3 separate regions of the Sus scrofa genome follow, and regions 1 and 2 are each linked to region 3. Evidence: chromatin contacts called from public HiChIP or PLAC-seq data. All regions are on one chromosome and are shown on one strand. Each heading gives the region's core, a stretch centred on a gene start, on an enhancer-like site or on the middle of the called end of the contact. The rest is flanking DNA. Distances are from core to core; before and after follow the strand shown. Region 1 overlaps LOC106504325 (a long non-coding RNA gene). Region 2 overlaps LOC106507125 (a long non-coding RNA gene). Region 3 overlaps LOC106507125 (a long non-coding RNA gene).

What was found. HiChIP or PLAC-seq counts read pairs in DNA pulled down with a chosen protein or histone mark.
Region 1: a contact with region 3 is called in an H3K27ac HiChIP or PLAC-seq map of skeletal muscle. The contact joins two enhancer-like sites. A contact is called at or near these places in 4 of 47 Hi-C or Micro-C datasets (heart right ventricle, liver and skeletal muscle) and 1 of 2 datasets of contacts at active chromatin or transcription factors (skeletal muscle).
Region 2: a contact with region 3 is called in an H3K27ac HiChIP or PLAC-seq map of skeletal muscle. The contact joins two enhancer-like sites. A contact is called at or near these places in 8 of 47 Hi-C or Micro-C datasets (embryonic fibroblasts, epiblast stem cells, fetal liver and 4 more) and 1 of 2 datasets of contacts at active chromatin or transcription factors (skeletal muscle).

What each region holds. Positions count from the first base shown.
Region 1 is chr7:10,834,472-10,837,744 of Sscrofa11.1, reverse strand. The region is part of intron 2 of LOC106504325 (a long non-coding RNA gene); the gene reads left to right. Among named protein-coding and RNA genes, the nearest start is that of MIR9807, 77 kb to the right of the region's middle. Within about 2 kb of position 1,769, at least 24 of the 83 cell types and tissues checked have an H3K27ac peak or open chromatin away from gene starts, as enhancers often do. A contact at or near this core is called in liver and skeletal muscle, where this site is marked.
Region 2 is chr7:10,448,045-10,451,265 of Sscrofa11.1, reverse strand. The region is part of intron 1 of LOC106507125 (a long non-coding RNA gene); the gene reads right to left. Among named protein-coding and RNA genes, the nearest start is that of CD83, 100 kb to the right of the region's middle. Within about 2 kb of position 1,700, at least 2 of the 83 cell types and tissues checked have an H3K27ac peak or open chromatin away from gene starts, as enhancers often do. A contact at or near this core is called in skeletal muscle, where this site is marked.
Region 3 is chr7:10,666,235-10,669,568 of Sscrofa11.1, reverse strand. LOC106507125 (a long non-coding RNA gene) reads right to left here. Exons shown (of 4, transcript XR_002346312.1): 4 at 1-3,334. Among named protein-coding and RNA genes, the nearest start is that of MIR9807, 91 kb to the left of the region's middle. Within about 2 kb of position 1,973, at least 30 of the 83 cell types and tissues checked have an H3K27ac peak or open chromatin away from gene starts, as enhancers often do. A contact at or near this core is called in liver and skeletal muscle, where this site is marked.

The sequences.
Region 1 (3,273 bases), core at 520-3,019, 170 kb before region 3:
GGGGAGCGAGGGCTCCACGTCAGGGGAAAGCATAGATTTTGGACCGGAGAAGGAGCGGGACCAGCAGCTGAGGGCGTCATGGGCCAGCCTGAGAAGCCCGGGGTTATTCCGGCAGATGCGGATCCGGGGGGCAGGGTTTGTTCTGGGGGAGGAGGTGAGGTACCCACTGAAGGAGATGCCCACTCAGGTGCAGGCCTCGCGCTTGGGCCCCGAGAGTGACGCCTCCTTGCCTGGCGAGGAGGTGGGGGCTCGGGGGTGGGGCAGCAGTTTTATGATTAGAGCTGTCCGCTTAGCAGATTGCTCTGGAAGCTCTATTTAGGATAGACTGGAAGATGGGGGGTGGGGAGGTGAGCTTGTGTCCATGTTATGTTAAAAGTTAAATCAGGAGTCCTGTCGTGGCTCAGCGGAAGCGAATCTGACTAGTAACCATGAGATTGTGGGTTTGATCCCATCTGATGTAGCTGTGGCTGTGGTGTAGGCTGGTGGCTACAGCTCCAATTTGACCTCTAGCCTGGGAACCTCCATATGCCTCAGGTGCGCCCCTAAAAAAGCAAAAAAATAAAAATAAATAAGAGTTAAATCAGACAGAGAAGATGTGGACCAGGGACAGTGGGGAGTAGGTCAGTGTTTAAAGTCAACACACAGAGAGCACTGGTCAGAAGGACTGGCTGGTGGTCACTACTCCCATAATGCTAGCTCGTGCTCACCAAGGCCAGGAATGTTCCAGACACTGTGTATGTTAATTAATTAAAAATTTCTGTCTTTTTTAGGGCCGTGTGCACAGCATGTGGAAGTTCCCAGGCTAGGGGTCAAATCAGAGCTACAGCTGCCGGCCTACACCGCAGGCACAGCAGCTCAGGATCCAAGCTACATCTGCGGCCTACACCACAGCTCACAGCAACACCAGATCCTTAAGCCACTGAGCGAGGCCAGAGATCTAACCTGCATCCTCTTAGATACTAGTTGGGTTCATAACTGCAGAGCCACGGATGGGAACTCCAAGTATGTTAATTAATTTAATGATGAAGAAGCCCAGAGCTGAGCTCTAGTCTGGTTCTGCACTAACTAGTTGTGGGAGCCTCTTTGACTCAACTCTGCCCCCTGTGAAATGACTGAGTTACATCTGACAATCCCAGATGTCCCCCAGAGCTCTGAAATCCCATGACTCCTGACAGATGTCATTGTGGGTCACCTAGAGTGAGCACCCACGCCTCAGGGACCCCAATCTAGACTCTTCGAAGGCTCTCGGATCAGGGACCTTGGGAGGTCGGTCCCTCTGTCCAGACTCTTCTCTTGGCTCCCTTCTGATATTTTTAGGTTCTCAAGTCTCCCTTGCAGATGGATTCCAACCATCTGCCCTTCAGACCTGCCCTTCCCTTCGGGCCCCCTCCCCACCTTCATCCACCACATTCCCCTCCCCCCTCCATCACTATTGTGTCATTAACAAAACGCCCCAGACCCTTGCAGAGCCCCTACAGCAGAACCGTCCCGAGAGAGAAGCAGTGGATTTAATAAGCTTCCCCTTAAATGGCCCCAAATCCCTTCCAGTGATTAGGGGGGAAGAGCTACACACAGGAGGACACACCTCCCGGTGCAGGAGGTGAGGGAGGGAAAGAATAAAGGAAGTCCCCCCCCCCCCCCCCCCCCCCCGGCCTCAGGGACCAAATTAAAAAGGCAGCACCGCTTATTCAAAATCAGATGAATGTCAGTGGGATGTTTGTCAAACAAACTTGTCAGTATTTGTCAAATTTGAGGAAGTATCAGTCAGTAGCCGCACTTGAGCATGTAACCGAGTTATTTATAGCTGCCAGTTTACAGTTTTAACTAATGCAGGGCCAGGGTTCTCCTTGTAAAAGCTTTATTTATAATGATTGTGTGGCTATAAATAGCTGGGTTCTCTGGGTGTCACAGACAGCTCCCCCGCTGTTGTGCCAGAGCCCAGCCAGGAGGCATAGAACCCCAGGGGTGAACCCCGTTTTGCTCTCTTGGTGGGGGACCCTGTCCGTGAGTCTTTGGCTGGGGTGTTTCACCCTCTTCCTCAGCGTGCCTTTTGGAACGAGGTGTTGTGCTCAGCCGTGTTCCCAGGAGACGGTAGACGTAACTTCATTTATTAACAGCTGCCCAGAGATGTCCCTGGAAAGGCTGAAAGGGAGCTTGTGCGGCCCCGCCCTCTTTGTGCCTATTTGGGGACAATGAGCTAATTACAATCTCTTTCTCAGGCTGGAGGGTGGCGGGAGATATCCTGTTATTCTCCAGACCAGGCAGAGCTCCAAAGGTTTGTTTACAGCTTCAGATTTAATTTGACCCACGGTGATAAGCTCTTCTAAAAATAAGTGGGCGTCAGAAATTTAGGAACTTACTCGTTCCTTGGGTCAGGAGACCCTTGGGGTGGGGGGTGGGGCAGCAGAAGAGAGCAGCCGTGTGGGGACATACATTTTACGTGTCCAGCACGAGGTACGTCAGCTCAGAAACTGGGCATTTTACTAGTATGTTTGGCACATGGGCCTTATTTTTACCATCTCCCCCGCCCCTGAAAGCTAATCTCTTTGTCATATTGAAATTTCTGGTTTTCTCCATTTTCCCATCCCATCCCAGCCCCCTTAGACTCCGTTTTAATACTCTTAGGCTCTATCTTATTTTGCCAGGCTTTTTTTTTTTTTTTTTTAAGAAAAGGTGTGGCTATGGAAAAAAACGTATTGGATCTTAATTTGCAAAATTAGTTCTGGTTCATTTTATTGCTGTAATTTAATACTCATAATGATTTTCTGACACATATGTTTTAGCAGCAAGCTTTACTTCCTCTTCATTTTTCATCCCCGATTCCGCTGAAGTACATTAGTCAGGCTGGTACACAGAGAGCAGCCGCCCACGGGAAACTGACATCCCGCTGCCAACTCGGCAGGCTCTCCGACCATGCCGAGCCCCTGTGAGTGTGCAGGTAGGCACATCCAGGGATTTAGGGCACAAGGAGACAGGCAGGCGGTACTTGTAGAAAAGGGTATGATCAGTTTTTTTCTTTCATTATGTCGTCATCAGCATCTTCATCATTGTCATCATCACTGCAATTCTTTGTCAAGGAGGCTGTGAGATGCATCCTATTTGTTTTTGTTTGTTTTTGTCGGTTTTTTTTTTTTTTTTTTGCCATTTCTTGGGCCACTCCTGCGGCATATGGAGGTTCCCAGATTAGGGGTCAAATCGGAGCTGTAGCTGCCAGCCTACACCAGGGCCACAGCAACGCAGGATCCGAGCCGCGTCTGCGACCTACACCACAGC
Region 2 (3,221 bases), core at 451-2,950, 220 kb after region 3:
CACTAGCTTATTGTTGCTCTCTCTTATTTTGCTCCCTCAAACCCCTCCCTTTCAGTCCTGCATTCTTTGGGGAAGGGACTTACTTGATCATGGAGCAGTAAGGTCACCCACATGTTTCATATTATTAAATAATGTGACATGATAGGAAGAATCACAGGCCAGAAATAAAGAACCATATACCTGGTTTCAGCCCTGGCTCTGCCACTTGATGAAGTCTGTATCTTTCTTTTTTTTTTTTTTTTTTTGTCTTTTTTTAGCTATTTCTTGGGCCGCTCCCGCGGCATATGGAGGTTCCCAGGCTAGGGGTCCAATCGGAGCTGTAGCCACCGGCCTACGCCAGAGCCACAGCAACGCGGGATCCGAGCCGCGTCTGCAACCTACACCACAGCTCACGGCAACGCCGGATCCTTAACCCACTGAGCAAGGGCAGGGACCAAACCCTCAACCTCATGGTTCCTAGTTGGATTTGTTAACCACTGCGCCACGACGGGAACTCCTGTATCTTTCTATAAATCTCTTAAGCTTTGAATCCCTTATCCCTAAAATAGGATGATTCTTGCCCTGCAACTCCCCAGAGTCAAGACTGGAGGCTTTGGTTTTCTCATCTGTAAATTGAGAGGTTTGAACTAGATTTAAGGTTTGCATTCTTTCTTTAGAAGTGGACTTCCATTTTAAGATAAAATCTAACCTGCAGTTCCTATTGTGGCTCAACAGTAACAAACCCAAATAGTATCCACGAGGATGAGAGTCTAATGCCTGGCCTGGCTCAGTGGGTTAAGGATCTGGCATTGCTATGAGCTGTGGTGTAGTAGGTCGAAGACATGGCTCAGATCTGGCGTTGCTGTGGCTGTGGTATAGGCTGGCAGCTAAAGCTCCAATTCCACCCCTAGCCTGGGAACTTCCATATGCCATAGATGTGGTCCTAAAAAGCAAAAAAAAAAAAAAAAAAAAAAAAAAAGATAAAATCTAACCTAAAACCCCAACAGTGAAGACAGGCTTGCTCTAGTGGCCCCAGGAGAGAAGGCTCAGAGTCCTGCACACTCTCCTTCCCTCATCCTTACAAGGCCTTTGCGGCACTTGTGCAGGATCCCAGGGTTCCACTGAGCACAGTGTGAAACCTGCTGTATTCAATGGTTTATAGTACCTCCTAGTCCTAAAACTCTATAAATCAAGATATTCTAATTTGGGGTGTCTATGATAAGATTTAACCCCTGTTTTCTTCCATCATTAATTAATAGGTTGTGGGAGACAGGCACCAGTCCTACTAAAACCAAGATATGTTTCAGTCCTCTCTCCTTCTTTGTGAAGTTAATCTTTCTGTCACAGAACAAAACTAGATTCTGATGGAAGACAACATTCTGTAAGGAGAAAAATACCAGATTGAGAGTAAGAAGATAAGTGTTCCAACCCAGGCCTTGCCTTTAACTAGCTCCCCAAACTTGATCAAGGCAAGGAAACTTACTAATCCATCCAAATCAATAAAATGAAGAGGTTGGGTGACTCAGTAATCCTAAAATAACACATGCCCATTTCTGGACTCCATGCCCTAATGAGTTTCTCTAAATTAAGTAACTTTCAAATTCCACCTTTCTAAAGGCCAAGTCACTCTATCACATTCTCTTTGTTATATATACTCACCCTATTTGGAGAGGAAGGGGGGGGTGGGGGAGAAGACAAATTAGGTCGTAACTGACACCATCAGGACATCTAGCTAGAAATACCCACTGAATCACTGCTGTGTTTGCACAGGTGGTTGGAGCTCACAGTATGCCCTGACCTCAACTTACCAAGTGGGAGCCATATCTCCATTAATAAGGGTCCTGCTAGGCACAGAACTTCAGTATGGGCATTCTTGGGGGCAAACCAGAAAATCCCAGGGTTTGGGAATGTTTCAAGCAAACAGTCTGGATTCAAGACCCAGGACCAGGGATTGGACCAAAAGGAATGACCCCACAAGAGACAAACAGAATGATGCATTGCCTCTAAGCAATGTCCTGGGAAAAGGCAACAGGCCTTGCCCGGGAAGCCAGGGAACTTGAGGGATGGACACAAAAACAACAGCTCTGGTCATGGCTGTGACTTGGCTATAAGTTAACTTTATGGGTCACTGAGTCTGGAAACAGACTATAAAAAGAAGACAGCATGGACCAAGCAGCTTTGTGTTGGAAATGGCTGTGACCAGTTGCTTCTGGAAGGGAGATGCATTGACTGCCATAAAACTTGATGGGCTCAGCACTGGTCTGTAAAGGCTGGAATCGGAAGTAAACTTTGGACCTGAGTAATTGCTCGGAAGCTGTGCTTAAGCGTGGGAGCCGAGGGGATTTTGTTCCAAGCAGTAAACAATATGGTACCTAACTGATGCATATGATCTGCCTTCTCTGTGACCTCTACTCCCAAAGTCCTGTCTGCAGGCAGCTCCTTTAGGTTAATCTCACAGTCCACACAAATTGGTACCATTTGACTTTTACTACAATGGCTTTATTAAAACAAACAAAAAACCTCCTTGTTGTTCCCGAAACATTTAAGGTAAAACAAAATGAAAACATCAACCTTGGAGACTTGCTATCCTTAACTATCTCTTCTGGAGGAAACAAAAATGCGTTACATTTTATGTTACCTTTTCTCCAACCATTCAACTCTAGCCTCCTCCAGCTACTCAACAATTATTTATACAAAGCACAGACTTTCATGTCACCTGGTGCCAGAAAGCAGACCATCCACAGTTGGAAGCAATGAATAAAACAAGATTCTGCCAGAAATATTTCAAAAAATACATGTCTTGGAGTTTCCATTGTGGCTCAGTGGTATAAACCTGACTAGTATCCATGAGGACGTGGGTTTGATCCCTGGCCTCACTCAGTGGTTTAAGGATCCAGCATTTGCTGTGGGTTGCAGTGTAGGCAACAGATTCGGCTCGGATCTGGTGTTGCTGTGGTTGTGGCCTAGGCCAGTGGCTACAGATCTGATTCAACCCCTAGCCTGGAAACTTCCATATGCTGTGGGTGCAGCCCAAAGAAGACTGCCCCCCCACCAAAAAAAAGTCCAACCACAGTGTAATTAGCAATGAATAAAACAAGATTCTGCCAGAAATATTTCAAAAAAATACATGTTTTTCACTTGATTTTTTTCACCATTCAGAAGGGATATTACAAATATGACTCAAAGTACAACGCAGGAAAGCACTGAACTGAGTTTCACAAGGCCAAAGAGCTCGTCTTAGC
Region 3 (3,334 bases), core at 724-3,223:
GGAGTCGCCACATATCAATGCATCTACAGTCCTCCTTCCAGGAATTATCAGACTCCGGGGAGATAATAAGAAAGGAACTGAAACTATTTTTGAAAAGTTTTCCAAAGCTGGCGAATGCCATATAAGGCCCCCATTGGCTTTCATTTTTGCTGGGCTGGAGGGAGGTGGGGGGAACACGAGGCGATTGTGTGGTTGGAAGCTGGAGCCAAGGCCTCCTTACTCTGAATTAAGACTTGGGAAGCAGAATTTCCCCTGGGGCCCTGGTGCTGACTTGGAGTTGAGATCTTACAGAAGACTCTGCGGAGTGGGAAAACAGTTGTCTACTATGCTTGTGCAACAGCATGAGAGATCCTTTTGCTTGAAGACTCTCCATGGGGTGAGCTAGGAAGGCTGAACTTGAAAAAGCCGAGAAGCCATGGGCAAGGAGGGGAAACTGGGTTGACTCTGGGCCTTAGGGTAGACAGTGCCTCCCGTGCCTTGTCCTGTGTCTTATGTTAGAGTCTCCAGAAGCAGGCGCAGAGTGACCCATGTAAGGAATGTTTCAGGAAAATCAGTAGGTGGTTGGGAAGTCACTCAGAAGAGAGGGATGCTGGGTAAGGGTGCCCATGGCGCAAATCCCCAGGAAGGGAAGTGGTGCCGTGAGACTTACGCTCTCTCCAGAGCCTCCCTGCAACCTTCTCCTTAGTCCTGATGAGGCCCAGGGAGGCTGGACTATTTATATCCTTCTCCCGTCCGTCCTCCATTGGTTAAGGGCTGTCACCTCTGCAAGGATGCAAATTCCCATTATCACTTTCTTTAAGCAGCAGAGTCGTTCCAGAACCCTGAAGGAAGCCCTCTGACAAAAGAGGCCCCTGGAGCTGGGGTGCTTGAAAATGATACAGGACTCCCAGGGGATGTGGGCCGAGCACAGCCTGCTGGGCTGTATCTTGTCTGGACCCATCAGCCCTAGGCTGGCAGGGCCTCAGAGAGTAGGTTCAGTTATCTCTAAGAGCAGCTCTGCTGGAGCAGTTCCTGGCGAGAGAAGGATCTGGGTGGCCACTGGTGGTTTGTGAGTGACCCGGACTCTGCTGCCGATCCCAGAGTCACTCCCCGGGAGTGTGCTCCTCGTCTCACCTTTACTTGTTCTGTCCCCACATCCCTGTGGGTGGAGCTGGGGGTCATGGTCACAGTGGTGCCTTAGCTGGAGGACAGCAGTGTGCATCTCTCTTTTCCTCCCTGTTACCCCAGAAGCCAGGTACCAAAGAACTGGCATTTCTCTCCAAACGCCCTGGCCACCCCTCGGCTTGGACTTCCCCCAGTGAGGTTGAAGCATCTGGACAACAGCTGTCCAGCCAGCCCACTCACATGACCCGAAGATGTGCCCTGAGCTGACGATGGTTAGTAGCAGAGCAGGGCACGGCAGCAGGGACTTCAAAGGCGTGGCCCTCGTCCCTCAGCAGCCAGACAGAGCTCCCTGCAGCCTGAAGCTCAGCTGCTGGCCTGTCGAGTGTGGCTGGCTGGCCTGGAGGAAACAGAGCAGTCGGATGCAGAGGCAGCTCTGGGATGGGTGCTGCCTCTCCCTGAGGCCCTGGGAGGTGGGCGGGAGGGGCAGGCAAGTGCAGCAACAACCAGAAGCAGAAACCCCCAAACTCCTGGCGGTGGGCAGGTGCAGGTCCCGCTGGCGAAGCCCCACCACCGTGGGGCCCCTCGTTCCTCATCCTGCCTCACCCTCCGGCTAAAAATAATCCCTCGTCTGTAAACAAACGCAAATATATTTTTACCCTGCCTCGGAAAACCACCTTCCTGTGGGGTCCAGGGCTCTCTCTGAGGCAACTGGCAGATCACAGAAGCCACTGCACCGCTTGGAACTTTCCACCACAGACGGGCGATGGTGACCCCAGGCGACCTCTGCCTGTGGTGCCAGAGTGACTCTGTGTCGAGAGATTAGCATCTCTAACTGCTTTGTGGTTTCAGAGGCAGGAGAGGGAGGCCAAACCTCAGCGGGGCGAGAGCGTACAGCTCAGGACTGAGAGGCTCCAGGAAGACGTGCTCGTCTTCAGGGTCCCGCGTGCGGCTTCCTGAGGAAAGTTCTCACCAGAGCACGAGACCGTTGAACGTGAGGCCGTGAAACCAAGGCAGCCGGTCCCTCAGCCAGGCAGCTGGCCGCCGCCGGCTTCGCCCCGGGAAGGGGGTGGAGGCGGAACCGGCTGGAAGCATCTGACATCAGAAAAGCTGTTTTCTCTTAAAGGTGGGCACGGGGCAGGTGAGCCCTAAGTAACAGCCTACAGCCGATGACATAGCACTGCTCCCGCCAAGGTTAGCTTTTTCTAACTCACTCCCTCATCAGCCATCAGGCACCTCTTGCCTCTCCCTTGGTGCTGACCTTCATGCCAGGAGTGGAAGAGGCCGGGCTGAATGCGGATGGGCATCGGGGACGCGGTGTGCTTCGCAGAGCGGCCCACATGCCTGGGAGGCAAGGATAGGCATTGTTAGGAAAACTGTGGCGGAAGCAGAGCTGGGAGGAGCCAGGACAGGAGCCCCACGTCAGGGCCTGGGTAAGTGGCAGAGGCATTCGCTGGGCACCAGAGCTAAGGTCGTTTGACTCTTGGGTGCCGCCTTGTCCATGCCCTAATGCTTCCGGTTCTGATGAAACGGGCGAAGGGCGTCCAAGGGAACAAGCTCGAAGCCACTCAGGAGGGCAGAGCCTGACCTCCCAACTCCAGGTCCATCCACCGCCTCCGACCCCGGCCACCAGAATGGTCTGGGAGGTTCCTTCACGTCGGCCTTCGGCCCCCGACCATGTCATGTCGCTGGGTGAAAAGAGGAGTTCCTCTCTCAGTGCCAGCATCGCCCCCTTCCTCTCACCCCGAGGAGAGAGACAGGGTTTTGAGACATGAGGTAGGTGGGTCCCCACCTATGGCAGGAGCCAGAGGGAGCCTGCAGGGCTGTGAGGGACAGAGGGCCAGGCTGGAGATTTTCATCTTTGGCCTGGATGCGTTCCAACCTTAAACGCAAATGAAAACTTTAGAAACATGCTATTCTTGAAGGGGGCACGTGGGTGTGTTTGGGGGGTAAACGTGGGGGTGGAGGGATCCGAGGGGAGGGGAGGCGGCTGCAACACAGCTCTAAACACCTAAAGCTTACCTGCGGCGCTCAGACCCCGGGACCCCCACCAAGAGCACGGGGCCTTCCTGCTCAAATTCTCAGATTTTGTATTTCCGTCACACACCTGTCCAGGAACGTGACTAGAACACCTGGGCCCAGTCATCCATCTGCCACCAAAGTGGTTGCCAACTTGCCTTAAATCGCCTGACTCCTCTGTCAGCTTCTTCGGCTGTAAAGCAGGGGTCTGGGC